5 separate regions of the Mus musculus genome follow, and regions 2, 3, 4 and 5 are each linked to region 1. The links are chromatin contacts, called in public HiChIP or PLAC-seq and promoter capture Hi-C maps. All regions are on one chromosome and are shown on one strand. The core of a region is the stretch at or near the end of the contact, and the rest is flanking DNA. Distances in the headings are between cores, read along the strand shown.

Region 1 (2,700 bases), core at 95-2,594:
GGGTTAGGGAACCCACTGCCTCCCTCTAACCCCTGCACATGGAACCTGAACCCAAGATGCTTCCAGGACCCACCAAGCCTGGGTGGCCCGTCCACATCGTAGCTGGAGCACATTCCATGGTAGTTAAGAGGATGCATGCCTGCTTCCTCCTCCACCCAGGGCTGTGTCCTGGGAGAGGGTGGACCCATGACACCGAAAAAAGCAGGAGGGAGCTACCCAGGGCCCAACTTCGGGACAGAGGAAAAGTTTCTCATCTCCCCATCCCCCTAAATAGTTTGCCTGGCCCGGAAAGAGGAGGCCTAAGCTGGCCCCCAGAACGGGAAGTGTGGAAGCTGGTCTCCGGGGTGGCCAGGCCCACAGGCATACGACATTGGACTGCAGCTGTGGGCAGGTCTGGGGACTCTGCCCAAGGATACATAGGGACATGGGTTCAGGGCAGAGTGGCTTGGCTTCGTAGGTACATATAAGTGTTTGTGTCACTGCAAGGTCTGGATCAAGTTTCTGGATACACGGTCACCTCTCTGGGCCCAAAGAATGGGGAACTCCCAGGCTGGGGAAGAGGGACAGAAAGAAAGGCTCCGAGAAACTCCCCAAACTTCCGCTCCCATAGTTTTGGGGCTGGGAACCGAGGAGACCAAGGGGTGTCTCTACCTGAGCCTACGAAAAGCAGAAGCAGGACCAAATGGCAGGAGGCCCCTGGGTTGGGGGAGGGGACGGACACCCAGAGCAGAGCAGGCCCCTCCTCCCCAGGCCAGAACACTGCCAGTCCCTTCCCCCAGGGTCTGGGGCCCCCGATCGGCTCCGTTCCTCCCCTTCCCTCCAGTTAGAGGTGGCTAACTGTTCCCATTGTCCGGAGGGGACAAATGAGGTTCCAGGCAGCGTCTTGGCTCAGGACGCATTCTGCTCTCTGCAGCAGCCTCTCCAACCGGGAATGGAGGTGCCTTCCCCCGCTCCCCCTCCACCGCCCGCAAAAGCCAGCTATGCTTGTGCGACCACAGTGACTTCAGACCCCAGGAAACGAGGTCAGGGCTCTGGCATGCCAGAGGGCCGCTGCCTAGATATCTTCGACCTCTGTGACCAGTTCCCCACTCTCCTGCGCTCGCTCAGGTCCTGCGAAACGATAGCACGGCTAGAAGCGGGTGACACTCACCGTCCCGAGCTGCCCGTGTGGGCCAGCTGCCGCATGCGGTGCAACTGCCTCTTCATCATCTTGGGTCCGGGCAGGGGGCCGAGGAGTCACCTTGGGGGTTGAGGCTGGCAGCCCCCGGCCCAGCCTGCTTCCCCGCGCGCTTCGCCCCGGATGGGTGGGCGGCGCTCTGGCTTCCTGGGCCGGCGCGCTCCTCTGGCTGGTGCTGGCGCTGGCGCGGGCGCTCTCCTCCCCCGCTCACGACTCCGCCCCCGGCCCCCAGGTCACTCCTTTCTCCAAGTTTGGAGTCTCTCTCTCTCTCAAGTTTGGAGTCTCTCTCTCTCTCTCTCTCTCTCTCTCTCTCTCTCTCTCTCTCTCTCTCTCTCTCTCTCTCTGCTTCCGGGCCTCAACGACCCCCGGGTTGTCCGACCCGCCTGCCGAGTGTCCGTCGGTCTGTCTCTCTGAGGTCCGCAGTTGAGTGCGGGCTCTTCCTTCCCGCAGCCTGTCCTGTCACCGCGGCGGGTGGCGGGAAGCAGGTAAGCTGCTCCTGCCATCACCGCCCTGGGTATAAACAACCTTTGCTCTCTTAGAGGGAAAGGAAGGCTGCCTAGAAGGGACAGGCCTTCAGGACCTGTGCAGGCCAGTCACTAGGGGATGCTGCCTGGGGACTTCTTCTCCACCATACTATTCCCTGACCATCCCCCTTGCCTGCTGGACCACTGGCTCAGAACTTGGGGTACCTGGGACTACCAGATACTAATGTCCTTGGATCAGTCCCCAAAATTCTGCATTCATTGTGTATAGTAGCTTGGTAGGACAACTGTCCTTGTCCAGTCTATGCCACAGGGTAAACAAGATACCCTGGTCTGCTTGGTCTGCTCGTCAGCCCTTGAGGTCCTGTCACTCTACACTTTAAAGAGTCCCAAGCTTTGACCGCTTCCCCTATTTGTAAAACTCTTTCTCATTTCTTTTAGCAAATGTCCCAGGCGCCTGCCCTTCCTTCTTGTCAGGCCTTGATATGTATGGGTGCTGCTCTGAACCCCCAAACCCGATTTTCTCTTTGAAATGTTCCGCTGAACACCAGCCTGAGCATACAATAGGTGTTCATAGCTACAGAGCAAGAGAGCCGGTGGGCAACTGCAAGCTGACTTCAGTATGCACCCTTCAGGCTTGGGAGGGGGAAGGGTGACTACAGGAAGCCCTGTGCACCACACCAAGCTTTGCTCTCTTAGTTTCAGTTCAGAGCCATACCACTTGAGCACCTACTGTGTGGGGGTAGAGAGTTGGTGTGCTCCTCAAAGACTTCCCTTTGCTCCAGACATCTCTGTGTACCCAGCACAGGTCTGGCACATGGTGTTCACTCAGCCGCTTTCCCCATTTAAGAAGTCCTATCGAGTGTGGGAGGAGCCCAGAGGGGTCCCAGCAGCTGCTGCAGCCAGAACATACTGGCCAGGAACAGCCACAGCCTCTCATCAGTGGAATCCTGGCTCTCTGATGGGGAGTTGAGAAGGCAGAGCAGCTTCCTTGTCTTTCTTTTTCCGATGGGAAGGAAGGCTGCTGCCCAGTGTTTGGAG
Region 2 (2,706 bases), core at 192-2,691, 2.0 Mb after region 1:
AAAAACCTGGCCCCCTCTGGGGCACACACACTTTAAAAATCCAAGAACAAAAACCTGGAGGCTCCATCACCCTGATCCACAAGAGCTGTTCTTGCTCCCTATCTCCCAGACATTTCCTCCTCCAGCCCCATGCTTTGTGTGTAGCCTCAGCTGTCCTGGAATTTGTTCTATAGACCAGGCTGGCCCCAAACTCACAGAGATTGGCCCTCTGACTCTGCCTCTGCCTCCTCTGCCTCTGCCAGTATTTTGTAACAGAAGACACGTAACCACTACAATTAGAGAAATAAAAATTGAAGCCATAACGGAGGGTAGGATCGAGTGCTACTGAGATACTATATGCTTATACTAGAGTCCCTGACTTTAATTTCCAGCAGAGAATATGTGTGCATACAGGGCCACTAAGGGTCAGTCTGAGGAGCTGCGCACCACGGTATTTTGTTGTTTTATCTTTTGAAAGGGCTTCTCAACAGGTCAGAACCTGAAGCTTGCCAGTGACTCTAGACTGGCTGGCCAGAGAGCCCTACACAGCTCGGCCTTGTTCCGCCTCCCCTGTGCTGGGGTTCTAAGCAAGCACTATTACACCCAGCCTTTTCACATGGATACGAGTGATTAAACTCAGCCTCGTGCACGTTTGTCAAACACCCAGTCTGTTGTACATTCCTCTAGCCCTGGAATAACTCAATTTTTTTTAAAGATTTATTTCATGTATGTGAGTACACTGTAGTTGTCTTCAGACACACCAGCAGAGGGCATCAGATCCCATTACAGATGGTTGTGAGCCACCATGAGGTTGCTGGGAATTGAACTCAGGACCTCTAGAAGAGCAGTTAATGCTCTTAACCGCTGAGCCTCTCTCCAGCCCCGAATAACTAAATTTCTAAAAGCCTGCTTACACCAAGTGTGGGCAAATACAAACAACAATTGGAACTGTCATACACTGCTAGTCTAGGGAATGTGTTGATGAGGACACAAGACAGACTGGCCGTCCCTTAAGAAGTTGAACACACACTACACTGTAAACTAAACCCAAGCAGCCCGAGTCAGCCTGATGGGTCTCGAGACCAGTGGTCCAGGCTGCCTGGCCACCAGGGAAATCGCTAGAGGGCAAGCACAGATCTTGGCGGAAGTGACCGAAGGCCCTCGGGAGAAGAGGGGCGGCAGGGAGGGGGCGAGGCCGGGAGGCACTCGGATTTGTAGGGACTGCGGCCGCCGCTTCCGCTACAGCCTCAAAGAGCAGGCGCGGTCCGGGTCAGCACGCGGTCTCTCTAGGCACAGCGGAGGCCTACGCTCTCGGTGGCCCCGGGGCGCAGGGCATCAAGTCCTGCAAGAAGAGCTGGAGGCGGACGGCCATCCGATCCTCCCGCGTCCCGGTCCGGGACTTGGGGTGGGGGTTGGGGGTGGGGACCTAGGGGCGGGGTCCCCTGAGATTGACGACTGCGCAGACGGGGCGGGACGGCCCCTTTGTCTTAGGGAGCCGAAGCTGCCGCCACAGGGCGAGAGGTTGCGGCAGATGGTGAGTGGCGCTCTGTCGGCTGCGCGGGACCCTCTCCTTCATCCGCACCCAAAGCTCCGCGCCCTCGCGTATGCCAGCCCTTCCCCCCGATGGATGGCTGCGGCCGGGCTGCTGACCCAGGCTGCACCCTCCGGTCCCTCGAACCCTCCAGGCCCCTCCCCGGGACCCTTCGCGGTGGCTCCCGCTAGCCCGGTCCGGAGTTCAGACGGTTCTGATGTGCATACGGTTTCCTACTGGTTGGTTAATTTGGTTTGGCTTGGGCAGTGGATGAGGTTTTGTCTGGTGAAATAACCGCGTCCCAGACTGCCCTGGAAGTCCTGGGTTCGCACGATCCTCTCCCATAACCCGGACTACAGTCAGGGCCACCATACAGCATTTTAAGTCCCATGCATCCTCAGCAGCGAAGGACATTTCTTGTCAAACTGAAGGTGCTCCGCTCTGCTCCCCATTAGCCCAGCTTCTTCTTGGATTTGTTTTATTTTTCTGCTGTTGCTCTCTTGTTACTTTGCAAAGGCCCCTTTTAATGGATGACAACTTCTCTAACGTGGCATTTTCTTGTTTAATTTTTTTATATGTATTTATGTGCTTTGCCTGCGTGTGTATCTGTACTGTATATCATGTGCATGCCTGGTGCCAACGGAGGCCAGAAGAGGGCATCGGGTTCCCTGGAATTGGCTGTGAGCCGCCATGTGGGTGCTGGGAATCAAGTGTGGGTCCTAGACGGGGGAAAAAAACGTGTGCTCTTAACCGCTGAGCCATCCCTCCAGCCTCCACATGTATGGCTCAGTTAGACACCTGAATCTGGATGTGCTGATGAGTGCTGCCATCCCCATCTCTGCCGCTTAGTAGCTTACTTGGTGAGTTCCAGGCCAGTAAGAGACCGTATTTCCCCGCCCCCGCCCCCCCCCCCCCCAATGGTGAAAGGTTTCTAAGGAATAACACCTAAGGTTGTCTGCTGGCCTCTATGTGCTTGCTGATGTGTAGGTACGCACGCACACACAGGAAAATTGTATACAATAATAGCTCCCTTGTATGTGGGCGATGAAGTATGGGCACAGCTGTATTCTCTAAGGCCAGAGAAGGACATTGGATGTCATGCCCACTGGCCCATCTCCCCAGCCCACAGTAGTTCTTTTAAATGTTACTCTGCCTAGCATCCTGACATAGTGAATGCATAGTGACACTAGAAGCAG
Region 3 (2,851 bases), core at 329-2,828, 1.3 Mb before region 1:
CAGTCACCCCAGAGCTCTCTCATCTCTGTCAGAACTCTTATCTCTGTCTCCCTGTGTGTCTGCCTCCATCTATCTATCCCTCATGTCCACACTCCAAGGCACACCTTGGCACCACCTGCCAAAAGTACCCCCACCTCACCTCTCACGGCATTTGTCCTATCACTGGTGTTGGGACTCAGATTCGAACCATGGTTGTTGCAACCATAACATACAGTACTAATCACTATACAACCACAGCTGGCCACACATGGATACCCACTCTTCAGCTCATTTCTCCTCGTGGTTCAGTGTCCCACCATGCTACACACCATCTCTCAACACACCAGAGAGCACATCTCTCGGTCCTTTCTCTTACTATTTCTTCAGCCCTGGGAACTTTTCCGTCTTCCAGTAGGTTCTTCCTCCCTAGAGCAAAGAGCCCCTCTTTCTAACTTTCCCAGAAACCCTGCCTATCTCCTTAGCGTTGGGCAGCACTAATAATCCTGGAGTTGCCAGCTCCCAGAAGGAGAGAGCCTTGTCTTGCTCTCCCTGTCATCCTCACGGTTGGCTCATTGCCTGGACCTTTAATAACTGTGTCCCTCCAGGTCAATCCCCCATGAAGGCATTTCTGCACCCGTGTCCCAGAGATGATGGAGGACCACAGAAAAATCCCAGTAGGGAAAATGTTCCTGCCTACATCCCCCTTCTGAGTTCCGCAGGCGAGGGAACATCATCAGACCTCAGGCCATCGGAGATGACTGGGGCGCAGCAGTCAGAGATGCTGCGCCCCAGCTCAGGCACCCCCGCCACTAGCACAACCAAGCAAGCTCCCCTCCCCACCCCAGCCCGGTTCTAGAACTATTTGTAGATATTTATAGCGCCCTCCCCCAGCCAGGAGCCCTCCTCCGCCCTGGGCAGTGCAGTGCAAAGAGAGGGAGACCCCTCCCCAGTAGAAGGTGGGGGCCTCTCATGCTAAGCTTTTCCCTGCTCCCCACTAAGGCAGCTGTAGTTACAGCTCCAGCCACAGCCCCCACACTCGCCCAGCACCCCAACCGCGCCTGGGCCTCGGCCAGCAGCCGCAGCAGCCCGGGATCGGGGGTGGGGAAGGCAAGAGCTGAGGCCTCGCGCCCCCAGCCCCGAGCTGCGCCGGAGGTGGAAGGGAGCGCAGCGCACAAAGCATGGCTGGAGCTCCGCGCCTCGGGACGCCCCCACCCCACCCCGGTCCAGCCAAGGGAGGGGGTCGCCGCGCCAGGCTCTGCCCCGCGGCCACGGAGAGCTGCGGAGAGCAGGCGGGTGGGGGCAGGGGGCGCCGGTTAAGCAGTCCCCCACATCTCGCCCCTACTCGGCCCCATGCCCCCGCCCCCGGGGCTGCGGGACCACCACGGGGGGAGACGGGAGTGGGGAGGACGCGGAGGCGAGGCCTGGGGTGCGGGGAAGATGCAGGGCTGCGGCGCGGGTCCCCGGCTCCAGGGTCAACTCACCCATCGTCCGCTGGGTCTCAGCAGCGGCGGTAGAAGCAGCGGCGGCGGCGGCTCCGGGGCCCCCGGGGTCCCCGGCGGGGAGATGCTGGCGTCCGCCGCAGCCTCTCCTCGCCCCATCCCGGGCTCCGGCGGCGGCGGCTGCGGCGGGCGCCCGGCATCGCAGGCAGCGCGGCCCGGGCCCGGCCCGATCCCCGCCCCCCACCCCACCTCCACCCCGTCCCGCGGGCCCGGCGCGGCCGCTTGACTGCACCCCGGGGCGGTAGCGGGGGCGCGGCGGCGAGGCCGAGCGCTGCGCTGGAGGTGCCCGCTCCCGCCGGCCCCCGCCCCGCCCCCGCGCGGCCGCGTCCCCTCCCCCGCCAGCCGGGCTTTGCGCGCTCCGGGCCAGGGGCGCCTGGACCGCGAGCTCCCGCCACCGCCCCGCGCCTCTTTCGTGTGTATGTGTGTGTTTCTGTGTGTGTGTGTGTGCGCAGCAATCGGACGCGCGAGTGTGCGCGTGCCCTGCCTGTGACCGTGCGTGCGCCGGCCCACTGCCCGGGCGTCCTGTGCGGGTGTGTGTGCTGTGTGAGGCGGAGCTGGCCAAAGTGCTTGTCGGGCTCTGCGTGTGAGTGGATCTGTGTGTCTGTGTTCTGCAGCGTGTGATAGATTGGCCCTTATGTGCATGGGGTGTGTAGATAGATCCGTACTGTGGCGTGATTGTGGGCATACTGTGGCTGGGGGCACAGGCCTCCTGTGTGGTGGTGTGACAAAGTCCTGACCGGTGTGTACATCACTGTAGCCCTATGCAGAGGCCTGGTACAGGAAAGCGTCTAAAACACTGGGTACTGGGTCGACACAGTGTCCGTGCTAGTTTGTGTCTTGCTCGGATGTGTTGGCCTCTGTACATCCTTCTGCCTCCACCCTCTTCATCAATGCACAAAGCCACCCATGAGGCGCAGAGGGTGACAGAATGTGCTGGATCTGGGATTCAACCCCAGACTTGGAGGTTTCTCCATTCTTCTTCCCCACCCCCCACCCCCAGGATGCTGCTTATAATGGGCATCTCTAGCACTCAGGTCACCTATGATAGATTTATTTATTTTGTTTTTTCAAGACAGGGATTCTCTTGTGTAGCCCTGGCTGTCCTGGAACTCAACTCTGTAGACCAGGCTGGCCTTGAACTCACAGAGATCTGCCTGCCTCTGCCTCCTGAGTGCTGGGATTAAAGGCGTGCACCACCAACACCCGGCTCTAAATGATCTAAATATCCCCAGAGCCCTGCTGGATTGCAGTCAGAAGCACCTGACATGGGTGCTGGGACTTGATCTCAGATTCTCTGGAAGGGTGCTCTTAACCACTGAGCCATTTCTCCAGCCCTGACACTTTTTCTTGATTTGAGGCATTCTGTTGTGACC
Region 4 (2,700 bases), core at 38-2,537, 1.1 Mb after region 1:
CTCCAGTCTCTTGATGATTAGTTTTAAAAGTAATTATTGGCTTTATATATTTCACACCTTTGAACTGCTTGTCTGTGTAGTTCAGGCTAGTCTTGAACTCCCCCTCCTACCTCAGACCTCTTGAGTTCTGGTATACCACCCACAACCCCTGGATGGTTCAGCCTTTTAAAAATTTTTTAAATTTTTCTTATCAACTGGGAAGCAGTCTTTGCTGTAATGTGGGTAGCAATCACTGGTCATCTGGGCTGCAAAATCTCTTTCTTTCTTTAGCTGCTTTTTGGCTTCAGAATGTAAGTTTTCCCTGAAGTTTATATGGAAGGATCATTTTAACTGTGTTAGCAAGAACATTCCAACAGTTAAGAGCAATGACGAGAAATTTGCCTTCATAAAGCCATTTGAAAGCATTGACGTGCTGCAGGATCGACCACATAGATCAATGGACACAACTCGGAAACGGACAATTTGGGCAGAAAATAATGCGTGGACAAATTCCTGATAGATTAATGGCAAAGTACATTTTTTTAAATGAAAAAAAAAATCCTCTCGTGGTTAGTAACCAAAATAAAACAAATGAAATCTACCCTTAAAATAATTTAGTGACAAATATCTGAGATGTGTGTGAGTTAATTATTCAAAGGTTAAGAGTGGCTTAGACTGCATTCCAGGCAGAGGTACTAGCCAGAGCAAAGGTTCAGAGGTTGGAGGACAGCCGCGAGCAGGCTCCAAAATCGAACTCAGGACGCCCACACGGAATGCAGGGTTGAAGCCATGACCGCCCCCACAGCCATCATAATTATGTAAAATACCACTTTTCCCATATATGGTACTTAATATCTGTTCTCCTGGTAGGACAGGACGAAGGGAAAACACGGTTCGCTGGGCGGAGTGTCAGAGCCTCAGACCTCCCCAGTACGCTCCCTCCGGCCCCGGCGCGGCCCAAGCTGCACACCAGAGCCGGGACCAGGAGCCCAGCGCGCCTGAGCCGCTTGCTTCTGATTGGATGAAATCCGCGTCAATCCTGGTCCTGTAACCTGGCTGTCCATTGGACCCGCCCAACAAGGCGTGGCTCCCGCCTAGGAAGCGCGGGTGGAAGGTGGGGTGGGCGGAGGTGGGGACAGATGGGGAGGATGAATCTCAGCACTCCGGCTTCCATCTCTTGTCTGTTTATAGGCCGAAAATCTGTCAGTTTAGGCCAGACTCCTGTTGGATTGGGCAGTGTGGGGAGAGGGCGGGGACTCTTGGAAGCTCCACCCACGAGCCGGCGGCGAGCTGTAGACCCGCCCTCCTCTTGGAAGGGCGGGGCAGGGAGGGCGGCGCGCACCAGAGCTGGGTGCGGTGAGGCGCGCAGATCACCGCGGTTCCTGGGCAGGGCACGGAAGGCTCAAGAACCTGACCTGCTGCAGCTTCCAGTCTCGCGTTCGCCCCACCCCGCCGCGCCGCCCGAGCGCTCGAGAAAGTCCACTCGGAAGAACCAGCGCCTGTTCCCCGGGCAGACCCAGGTTCAGGTGAGCGAGCTTTGCCGGTATGTCCCGCCCCGGAGCTGCCGAGCGCGCGCGCGCGGCGACAAGACTCGAGTCCTTTGGGGCGGACGGCCCTGTGGTTCTCGGCCTCCGCGTGGCGGGTTTCAGCGCGGTCGGGTGCGACCGGACTCCGCATCCTCACCCGAGGGGTGATAGGCAGCGAGGCCTCGGGGTTAGGGAACCGGGGGACGCAGTCCCCGGCCCTACAGGATGCCCTTCCCGGTCGGGGCACTGGGAGCTCGGCCTGCTCCTGTCGCCTCTGCACTCCCGCCTCCCCGACGGCCAGCTCCGGCAAACTTTTTAACCCCTTCCGGGACGCAGCAGTCCCGGAGATCTCGGCCGAGCCGGCCGGATGCGTTCGTGGGCACGGGGCAGCAGCTCCTTTGTAAGTTTGGCAAAGGGAGGTAACGGGCAGGCGAGGACCGCTTGGCAGCTGTCAGGGCGTCCTCCTGAGTCAGGATCGGTCGGTCCCGCCGCAGACATTGCGCCCGGCACGGTTTCCGCCGTCCGCTGCGGACTTCCTCATTTGTCCGTCAGCCCTTGGGCCGGGAGGGGGCGGGGAGAGGTACTCAGAGTGCGTGGGAAAAGGGGTCCCAGCTGCCGAGGGGCTCAGGGCGCAGGAAAAGAACCCCCCCGTCTGACCTCATTCAACCTTGGATTTCTATTGCCCGAGGTCAGAAGGCCTGGGTCTGCCGGCAGCTGCCCCGTCGCCCGGGCAGGCGTGCACCTGATTTCCACCGCACCTTGGGACGCCACGCCCGGGCCAGTCTCTGGGAGCTGGCCCTGACTTTAAGACCAGGCCGGGCAGCCGCATCTTTTATGTTTGATGAGAGGCGGAGTTTTGAAGACATCCCCCACTTCCTTGCACTAGGGTCTTCACCTCATCCTGTTCTGGAGCCACGCCTAAGGCAGGAGCTGCACCCCGCTCCTCCGGGTCCCCATCTCTCCCAGGCAAACTGAGTCAAGTACCCTCTATGACTTGCTTGCGGGCTGTAGTGAAACTGAAGGCTGGGTGGGCTCGGGCGGGTGCCTAAGGCCCCACCCAGCGGTGTTAGGGAAAAGGTCCCTGGGAAGTCCCAGGTCTTGGAGACCCGGAGGCTGCCTCGGCTGGGCTACAGGGAGGTCCATCGAGTTCTCAGTTCTCTGAGCGGTTTTCTGGATTAGCAAGATTTCAAAGTAA
Region 5 (2,888 bases), core at 358-2,857, 2.0 Mb after region 1:
GAGGACCTCGGCCCTCCTCCCCCCAGGACCTCTGTCCCCTAAGAGAGAATACTTTCTCCCCACTTACATCCCCCCCGCCCCCGAGCCCATCTCTTCCCACACCAACCCTGCTGAGCTGAGCCTCTCCCTACCCCCTTGACGTTAATGTACTGAACCAATCGCTTTCTAGTTCCTCACCAGCCTTTAGAGCCCGTAGGGCCTCCCGCCACTCTGCATCCATCTGAGCCCTGTAGTCCCCAAACAAGGAGCGCATCAGCTGTCTCTTCCGGGGCAAGGGGGTTTTTTCACTGCGCAGCGTTCGGATTGCCCCAACAGCCTGCTCTTCTGCAGATGAAAGAAAGAGAAAGAGAAAGAGAAAGAGAAAGAGAAAGAGAAAGAGAAAGAGAAAGAGAAAGAGAAAGAGAGAAAGAAGAAAGAAGAAAGAAGAAAGAAAAAGAAAAAGAAAAAGAGCTAGTGACTTCAAACACACTCATATCATCCTACTACAAACAATTCCCATCCAGCTGGGGTGACGCACGCCTTTAATCCCAGCACTGGGGAGGCAGAGGCAGGCGGATCTCTGAATTCCAGGCCAGCCTGGTCTACACAACTAAGTTTCAGTACACCTAAACAAAGCAAACCAACCAAAAGCAACAACCCCACCCCTTGGCAATACCATCAGACCACAGAACTGTCACCGTTTACATTTCCCTAACTGTAGAGAAGGGTCCCTCACTCTGCTTCGGGGTAGGTCTCTGCGTCTTGAGACCCAGCTCCAGCTGTTCCACACACCAGGCCAGCTCCCGCGCCAGCTGTTCCGCCTGGGACAGAAAGGAGGACATGGTTGTGATGGGTAACAGGGTCCCGCAGACCCCACTCCCATACCTTCAGCGCCTTAATTCCGCACAGCTCGCCCACAGAGGCAGGCGGATTAGCGCCCAGAAAGCTCGCAGGGAGTACCATCCTTGCCTGGGCCTCAGCGCTAGGAGGAGCTTCGTCCGGGGCAGGTTTCTCCGAGGGCTTTTCGCTTCCATTTGTCCCAGAGACCCTGTTGGGGGTTTTCTTTTTCTTTTGCTTCATCGCTACTGTGTTGCCTACGGGATGGGTTCCGGCGGCGGAGTCGCATGCAGGTTGCACTGAACTGCGGAGAGGAGGTTCCGAGGCACCGGAAGCTGAGCGAGAGGGCCGGGGTCTGCGCGGAGCGCGATGAGTTTTCCGACTTGAGGCTGCTGGTGCCTCCCGAGCAGGACGCCCTGGCTCCTGAAAAATCGTGAGACAGGACGAAATTCACAGGGTCTCCCCACCTAGGGCCTCGCCACAAACACGCCTTCTCCCACAGCTCACCGCCATTAGTCGGAGCGGCCGCCGGAAGCTGGTAAATCCTAACTACCACAGCGAACTCACTCCTCTGGAAACACGTCTACGACACAAGGTTCCGCAGAAAGCGCAGCGGAGCCAGAGCAAGCGCTCAGCGCCGGACAGAAAGCACTTGGGTGGATGGAGCGCCTCAGGCTGTGCTTGTAATTTTAGGAGACAGAGTGCACGGGGATGAACTTAAAGGCCTCGGAGAACCCAGCAGAGTGTGCCGCCAAGAAACAAGACAATTGATTCCTGGAGAGAATGGAACCGGTGGGGTCGGGGGGAACGCCCAGAGATGGGGCAAGGTGGATTATGCGGGGCGGGGCGGGGCGGGGCGGGGCGGGGCGGGGCGCAGGCGTTGACAGATGGCTCAGCTTGTCCCCGGTATACTTCAGAATCCTGAAGAACTAGGCTCTAATGGCAATGGAGTGAACTTTCCAACGAGAGTCGGGGCAAGCATGCACTTCCTTCTTCCACGACCATTAGGCTGCCACCCGAAGACCTGGCCCAGATTTAAGGTGCATCTTCCCACCTCAAACGAAAAATCAAGAAAATTTCCTTACAGGAACTCCTTACCCCTTGAGGTTTAGGATAATTACAGGTGTGGGTTGTCAAAATGACAACCAAGAATAGCAATAGCTATCATAGCGGTCTAGCCCTAGGACTACAGATACCAGTCATGGAGCTACAGGATTTGGTATTTTTCCTACAGGCTTCTAATCCTGCTTTGTTTCAGTATTTCTTCGCTATGCCTCTATTCCACACTTTTGGAATGGCGACATATATACTGTGTCCTAATAATCACAGGACATGGTAGTACTAAGAGACGCCCTAAGGGATCTCCTACACTCCAGACATAATCTTGCTTACCACCATTGTGAAGAGGTAATCCAATTTCCCCATGGTAATCTGGATCTATCACCCCTCCTAACACTGTTATTCCTTTTTTAGCCTGTTGGTTTAAGGGCATTAGAAGCCCAAAATGACCAGGGGGAAGTCTGAGCTTCCAGTTCAATGGAATGTTTGTTGTAGCTCCTGGTAGGAGCACTCCCTTCTCTGGAGCCAAAACTTCTAGGCCAGCAGAACCTAGAGTTATGGGGACAGGAAGCAAAAATTTTCCTAGAGGGTCACTAGGAGTGATAGTAAGTGCTCTGCTCAACTCCTTCATGCCTTCAAAACCAGTACCACCTGGGTGACCCTTACACATTACCAAGTCCAGCCACAGCACAATGTACAACTTTGGCTATATCTGGAACACAGCCACTGTGCTCTCAGAAAACACTTCCCAGAAGATGTCACCTCAATGATGCTGGTCTCTTCTTAATCACCGCTAATTTCTTAGCTCCAGCTAACCAGCATCAATAGTCCCAGTAATGCAAAGTTTTTGCTTTAGTAGTTCTGGTATCTTGTTAATCACAGCTGATTCTTCAGCCCCAGCTAACCAGAACTACAGAATCTTCACAATCAAAACAGCAATGGCCCTGAAAAGAGTCTTTAATTTTCCCTCTGAAATTTCACAAACCAGACCTCCATCTTCTGCAGTGTTCTCA

Evidence for each region. Promoter capture Hi-C pulls out the DNA fragments that hold promoters and counts their contacts. HiChIP or PLAC-seq counts read pairs in DNA pulled down with a chosen protein or histone mark.
Region 2: a contact with region 1 is called in an H3K4me3 HiChIP or PLAC-seq map of embryonic forebrain, with 9 times the contacts expected there. The contact joins the promoter of Zfp647 here to the promoter of Sh3bp1 in region 1. A contact is called at or near these places in 1 of 39 promoter capture datasets (hippocampal neurons) and 1 of 115 datasets of contacts at active chromatin or transcription factors (embryonic forebrain).
Region 3: a promoter capture Hi-C map of liver shows a contact between it and region 1, with 2.3 times the contacts expected there. The contact joins the promoter of Mgat3 here to the promoter of Sh3bp1 in region 1. A contact is called at or near these places in 1 of 39 promoter capture datasets (liver) and 1 of 115 datasets of contacts at active chromatin or transcription factors (pancreatic cancer cells).
Region 4: a contact with region 1 is called in a promoter capture Hi-C map of hippocampal neurons, with 4 times the contacts expected there. The contact joins the promoter of Myh9 here to the promoter of Sh3bp1 in region 1. A contact is called at or near these places in 3 of 39 promoter capture datasets (the 3T3-L1 cell line, the C10 cell line and hippocampal neurons).
Region 5: a promoter capture Hi-C map of liver shows a contact between it and region 1, with 4 times the contacts expected there. The contact joins the promoter of 1110038F14Rik here to the promoter of Sh3bp1 in region 1. A contact is called at or near these places in 2 of 39 promoter capture datasets (hippocampal neurons and liver).

The regions. Positions count from the first base shown.
Region 1 is chr15:78,898,412-78,901,111 of GRCm38.p6, reverse strand. It overlaps Sh3bp1 (SH3-domain binding protein 1), which reads right to left and starts at 1,344. Exons shown (of 18, transcript NM_001316684.1): 1 at 1,151-1,344. The coding sequence starts at 1,209.
Region 2 is chr15:76,924,183-76,926,888 of GRCm38.p6, reverse strand. It overlaps Zfp647 (zinc finger protein 647), which reads left to right and starts at 1,441. Exons shown (of 5, transcript NM_172817.3): 1 at 1,441-1,513.
Region 3 is chr15:80,172,448-80,175,298 of GRCm38.p6, reverse strand. It overlaps Mgat3 (mannoside acetylglucosaminyltransferase 3), which reads right to left and starts at 1,578. Exons shown (of 2, transcript NM_010795.4): 1 at 1,461-1,578.
Region 4 is chr15:77,840,762-77,843,461 of GRCm38.p6, reverse strand. Myh9 (myosin, heavy polypeptide 9, non-muscle) reads left to right here and starts at 1,287. Exons shown (of 41, transcript NM_022410.3): 1 at 1,287-1,505.
Region 5 is chr15:76,946,980-76,949,867 of GRCm38.p6, reverse strand. It overlaps 1110038F14Rik (RIKEN cDNA 1110038F14 gene), which reads right to left and starts at 1,607. Exons shown (of 5, transcript NM_001347540.1): 1 at 1,324-1,607; 2 at 949-1,239; 3 at 716-800; 4 at 178-324. The coding sequence starts at 1,329. Gm46534 (a long non-coding RNA gene) reads left to right here and starts at 1,519. Exons shown (of 4, transcript XR_001781744.2): 1 at 1,519-1,608; 2 at 1,734-1,856.